2 separate regions of the Bos taurus genome follow, and region 2 is linked to region 1. A link is a contact called in public Hi-C data. All regions are on one chromosome and are shown on one strand. Each heading gives the region's core, a stretch centred on a gene start, on an enhancer-like site or on the middle of the called end of the contact. The rest is flanking DNA. Distances are from core to core; before and after follow the strand shown. Region 1 overlaps LOC132343630 (a long non-coding RNA gene). Region 2 has its middle 39 kb from the start of PAQR8.

Region 1 (2,845 bases), core at 157-2,656:
CCCTCAGCTCTCTCCCCAGAAGTTTTCTCTTGGCAGAGTGCAGGCGCAAGTGAAACATGAGCCTGGACTATGCTTTAACCCTCCTGATCCAAGGACTGAGTGCCACTCCTCCATAGTCACTGATTCCAGCTGCTTAGGGTCCTTGGGGCCCCAGGACCAGCCTTCCTCCTGCCTCAAGGCTGAAACAGCTCAGGACAAGGCTCGTTCTTCTTTCTCACCTCCAAAATGAAGACGCTCAGTTGTGTCCGACTCTTAGTGACCCCGTGGACTGCGGCCTACCAGGCTCCTCCGTCCATGGGATTTTCCAGGCAAGAGTACTGGAGTGGGTTGCCATTGCCTTCTCAGTCTCACCTCCAAATTAGCAAATAAACTCCTGTCCCATTGCAACTGTGTCCCCTGAGCAAAATAAAGTCTTCCTCCTGTGCTTTGTTTTCATCATTAACATTAAAAACCACCTATTACCCCACCACCACCCCCCCCCCCACCCATAAACCTTAAAGGAGGGAAAAAGAGTAACAGAAACTTTTATTAAATTACACTTTTTAAACTAGTAGAGCTTTCTCATTGTGGTGTAGTTTTCACCCTGAAGTTGTCCGCACAGCCCCCACCCGCCTCCACATACAACACGTTCACCAGTGAGTTTTTTCACGTCTAGGACACTGAGGGAAGGAGAGAAAACTGAAAAAGGGGCAGGACACAAGGTAAACACAGCTAAATCAGATTGCAGCTAGGTCTAGGGGTTATCTGGCTCCGCTTCGAAAGATGGGGAAACCAAGGCTCCTGTCCAGCTCTGCATGACTCCAGCCCACCGTTTGCCTCTGACAGTTGTAGCCTCAGTTAGGTGGGTGAGGGTAGGCTGGAAGGAGGACTGAGAGAGACCAAGGAAATGTTCTCGCCTTCTGAAAACTGTAAGGGTCAAGGCAGAAACTACCTCTTTCAGGAATCCCTCTGGTTAACTCAACCTGGAGAACGAACAGTCCCATCATCCAATGAGCTACTGGGCTGCAGTCCTACAATGGCCAGTCACAACTGGAAAAAGGCGGGTGCTTAACAAGGAAGAAGTTCTTGTGTAGTCCAATTGATTAGCATATTCTAATTAACTACCACACACACACAACTGTACAGTTCACTCTCCACCCTTCCCGTATAACTCCTGCTCACCTCCTAGCTGGTCCTCCTGTCCCCAGTTCCCTCTCCTCCCCAATCCAGTTCATCCCTCTTTACTCCCAAAGGGTTATCTTTTTTTAAAGGCCAAAGTGATCATGTCACCTCTCTGGGTAATTTCCATCAGTGCTTCTCTTTGGCTCTTAGGAAAATGTTCAAGCTCCTTGGATCCTCTGCAGCCCCACATTTCCCCCTCTCACCCCACCCTGCAGAACTAACTGCAGTTCTCCCAAAGGACCACACTGTGTCACCCCTGTGCCTTCTGCAAGTCCCACTTATGTTACGTTGCTAAGTTGTGGCAATTTGTTACAATATATGTGCTTTGCATGTTTGCATGCTAAGTCACTTCAGTCGTGTTTGCCTTTTTTCAACCCTGTGGACCGTAGCCTGCTAAGCTCCTCTGTCCATAGGTTTCTCCACGCAAGGACACTGGAATGGGTTGCCATGCCCTCTAGGGGATCTTCCTGACCCAGGGATCAAACCCATGTCTCATGTCTTCTGCATTGGCAGATGTGTTCTTTACCAATAGTGCCACCTGGCACTGATACAGAGACAGTAGGAAACTAATAGAGAGTATTATTTGAACAGAGTTGGTGAAGAGAAGGGCACATTTGTGTGTGTGCTGGTGTAAAGGGAGGTAGATAAATGTTCATGCCTTTATGAGTGGTCAAAGTGAGACTCAAGAAATTTAAAGTAGAACCAACAGATGTGTATGTCAGCCACTATCAACTGCTTGGGCTATAAAGCAGCCACGCACCTATAACCAATTGTTTATAGGCTCCTCTGACAATGAAGACAATTTGTTCCCCTACGGCTGGGGATGACCTGCGTGCATGCCCTCTCTTGGCACTTTATAAGAAGATACAACACCTTGGAGCCTTATTAATACAAACATCAGCAACAGTACTTTATTCTCAGGAATGGAAAAAAGGAGGGTTAATGTGGAAAGAAGGAAAAGGACCTGAAGGGGAAAGTCAAATGAAAAAGCAGGATGGATAGGTATCACCTCGGGTTGGCCCGGCCTGAAATGCCAGGTACCGGCTGTTGGCTTGATGCACTTGGAACCTCAGCAGCTTTTGTGCCTCATCCTTTGCGATTCTGCTGTGTGCCATAGTGAGGGTGGAGGCTGTGGTCCAACTCTGGGCATTAGACCTCTCCTCAAACAACCCTGAATATTCATTGGAAGGACTGATGCTGAAGCTCCAATACTTTGGCCACCTTTGGAAAAGACCCTGATGCTGGAAAAGAGAAGGCAGGATGAGAAGAGGACAACAGAGGATGAGATGGTTGGATGGCATCACCAGTTCAATGGACATGACTTTGAGCAAGCTCTGGAAGATGGTGAAGGACAGGAAAGCCTGGTATGCTGCAGTCCATGGGGTCACAAAGAGTTGAACACAGCTGAGCGACTGAACAACAACAATGCAGATTATGGAGCCAGCAACAGCCAGTGACCACCTCACCGATACACTCCGCTTCCCAGTGGCTACGCTGCTGCTAGCCTGTTAGCTGCCTGAAGGCCTGCTCCACAGTGCCCCAGACAGCCCAGATCACCTGTTGAAACGCAGCTCCTCAGGGGTGACAGGTTGGTGGTACTGAGCTGTACACCACTGAAACAGAGGGTATATTCCATCACCCACTGGGACAAGCCCTGTGACACTCCTCTATTTCTTTCTGGACA
Region 2 (2,901 bases), core at 27-2,526, 56 kb after region 1:
ATGTGGGATCTAGTTTCCTGACCAAGGATGTATCCCGCCCCCCCTGCATTAGGAGCAAGGAGTCTTAACCACCGGACCACCATGCTCCCCTGTGCTCCAATATCTTAGGTGTATTTTCCTTATGGTAAAACATGGACAGCAATGCAGGAAGGGGACAAGTCTGGGGAGGACCAAACGTGGAAATTCCTCTTCTGACCACCTCCACTCCGTCCCTTGTGGACGTAGGTCATGCTTATCGGAACCTGCTAGAGGAGATGGGGGTATAGAAGTGGGTGACGGCCTGTCAGTGTAAGAGGTGTATTTGTATGGAGCGTGTCATAGGGGAGTCCTTCGAGGATGGGTCTCAGGGGTGTGAAAGTGTGTGTCGACAGTCTCCCTCCTCGGCAAGTCATAACATGATTTCATGGGCAGAGTGACCCTGAATGTGCAGATTTGAGTGCTTAAGAGTAGATTGGATTCTGTCTTAAAAGGAGAAGGTTGTGTTGCTTTTCCCCCTCCGGAAAGACTTCTGCAGTGCCCCCCCAACCCCCACCCCCGGAAAGACCAGGACAGCGGCTGACTAGTCTCTTTTTCTCCTGTCCCCTCGGGCCTTCAGCCGCCGAAAGGGGTCCTTGCGGGCCTGACCCCCGGCTGGAAGGAAGAGGCGTTAGTCAACTTCCTCGCCGGCAACACCCGCGGCGGCGGTGGGTGCGCGGGTCTGCGCATCCCGCCCCCGGGCCGGGAAGGGGCGGAGCCGGGCGGAGCCCGCCCCCGGCTGGCCCCTCTTCCTCGCCGCTCCTCCGACCCGCGCTGGCCGCAGTCACCGCCGCCTGCAGGAAGCTGGGAGCGGGATCTTGGGCCGGGAGTGCGGGCTGGGCTGCGTGCACGGGCTCGGCCGCCGCTGCCGGTGAGTCCCTGGGCTGGCGGCGCGGTGCGCGGAGGGAGGCGGGTCAGGACCCGGCTGTTGGGGAGCCCCAGGGCGCAAGCACCGAGATGCCAAGATAGCGACTGTGGGGGCCCCCGGAGGAGCATCGCGAGGTAGAGGAGCCCGGGGGTGGGAAGTCAACATGCCCCCGGTGCTGGGGCGTCCAGGAGCCCTGAAGGCGAGGCAGAGGGTCAGGAACTCGAAGTTGGGGCGTCCCGAAACCCGATCCTGGAGGACTACGGGGTTAGGATCCTGAGATTGGAGAGGTCCCCAGGGGTGCGGAATGAGGGCTGCCCAGTCGGCCTTCTCGGGGCGCCCTCCGTAGGGCGGAGGGGAGCAGAACCCGGGAAGGGAGTGCGGAGAGAGGAAGCCCGAGGCGGGCGGGGCAGGAGAGAAGCCCCAGGGAGGGGAGCCCCGGACAGGGGAGGGTGGGGCGACGCGAGTGACTTCTCCGGGGAAGGATGGAGGGGGTTTCGCCGAGAGGGCGGGTGCAGGGAGCGGAGCTGTGCGGAGAATCCGGGGTTCTGTTCTGGAGGATGCGGGATTGGAGAGCTAGAACGCCGCGGCGGGGGTCCGAGGTGGCCCGCGGAGCTGTAGGGCGGGCACTCAGGGAACATCTCGGCCTAGGGAACGCAGCCCACTCGGTGGGGTCATGGCCATCTCAAGAGGACATCCTCTCAAGGGAGCAGGAAGGGCCACCCTGGACGAGGTTGGGTAGGGACCCTCCACCTAGCGAGCAGTGTTGGCAAATTAGGCAGGGGGACCGGAGAGGGGCGCACCTGGCAGACCTGCGTGGGCACCGCAGTGCCCTAAGCATCTGTGGCCCTCAGGCACAGACTCACAAAAGGGAGACCTGTGGACTGGACAGGCTTAGGGTTGCATCTCATATTTCTGAGCTGGGTTAGAAGTGATTTTGCCCAGGGATCCGATGAAAAGAGTCTGGGCTTATAGCTCAGAATAGCTCTGGAGTGAGTTTTCAAATTGTATAGGTAAGCTCTACCTGTGTGTGTGTGTAACTCATAATAAAAGTGTGTGTAATTTTTAGATCCACATGTGCTGCTTGCTTCCTCCTCTTTTGTACTTTGTGAGAGGTTGTTTCTGAGTAAAAACTGGAGGAAAATCAGGAAGGTTTCAGCGTACACACATACAAACTAACCGCCCACAAATGCATTGCATTCCACGGTCTAGTAAACATGAGTATTATACTTTTGGATTGCTTCTGTTGGCGAGGGCTCCCTTTAGTGGAGTGAAAAGGAGTTACCTGCATGGAAGGTGGACTGCCCTTGACTGCCCTCTTAGGATGTCCACAGCCTGGACCCACCCCTGAGTTGCTGCACCCTTGACCAGGTCACCTGGTGGGGCGCTAGCCTGCTCAGGACCTCAGGGAATGGCATTCTAGAGTCTGTCTGAATATAAACAAATGACCAGCGCACTGTCTGGTTTATCTTCTTGTTTTTTCCCCCCTGTTGTTTGTCTTAGGTGTCTGGCTCTCTTTTACTAGTTAAATAATATTGACATCTTATATTAATGTATTCTATATGGTTAATTATGGGTGGTAATTACCTTAATTATTTGATATAACAACTAATTCAGGAAGACCTAGGGCCTTGGGAATCCTGTTAAGTAGATTTCTCCCTGAGGTCCTGGGCTTTAAGGGGCAGTGGGAGGGGGAGGGAATGGGCTCTACTCCTTTTCTTTTCTGCTGTAGATATAGGTCCATCCTCTAGTATACACTGAGATTCAAGCTTCCTGGGAGGACCAAAGACTTTTGGCATCTAGTATTTGGCTCAGATGGTAAAGAATCTGCCTGCAATGCAGGAGATCTGGGTTTGATCCCTGGGTGAGGAAGATTCCCTAGAGAAAGGGATAGCTACCCACTCCATTATTCTTGCCTGGGAAATCCCATGGACAGAGGAGCCTGACAGGCTACAGTCCATGAGTTCACAAAGAGTTGTACACTATACACAACTTAGCGAATAACATTTTCACTTTTCACT

Evidence for each region. Hi-C and Micro-C count contacts between places; a contact is called where the count stands out from the background.
Region 2: a contact with region 1 is called in a Hi-C map of an unstated tissue, with 2.2 times the contacts expected there. The contact joins two enhancer-like sites. A contact is called at or near these places in 2 of 11 Hi-C or Micro-C datasets (liver and an unstated tissue).

The regions. Positions count from the first base shown.
Region 1 is chr23:24,726,820-24,729,664 of ARS-UCD2.0, forward strand. All of the region lies in intron 2 of LOC132343630 (a long non-coding RNA gene), which reads left to right. It overlaps LOC112443867 (a long non-coding RNA gene), which reads right to left. Exons shown (of 3, transcript XR_003032283.2): 3 at 1,996-2,402. Among named protein-coding and RNA genes, the nearest start is that of MCM3, 16 kb to the left of the region's middle. Within about 2 kb of position 1,407, at least 10 of the 102 cell types and tissues checked have an H3K27ac peak or open chromatin away from gene starts, as enhancers often do.
Region 2 is chr23:24,782,480-24,785,380 of ARS-UCD2.0, forward strand. No RefSeq gene overlaps it. Among named protein-coding and RNA genes, the nearest start is that of PAQR8, 39 kb to the right of the region's middle. Within about 2 kb of position 1,277, at least 48 of the 102 cell types and tissues checked have an H3K27ac peak or open chromatin away from gene starts, as enhancers often do.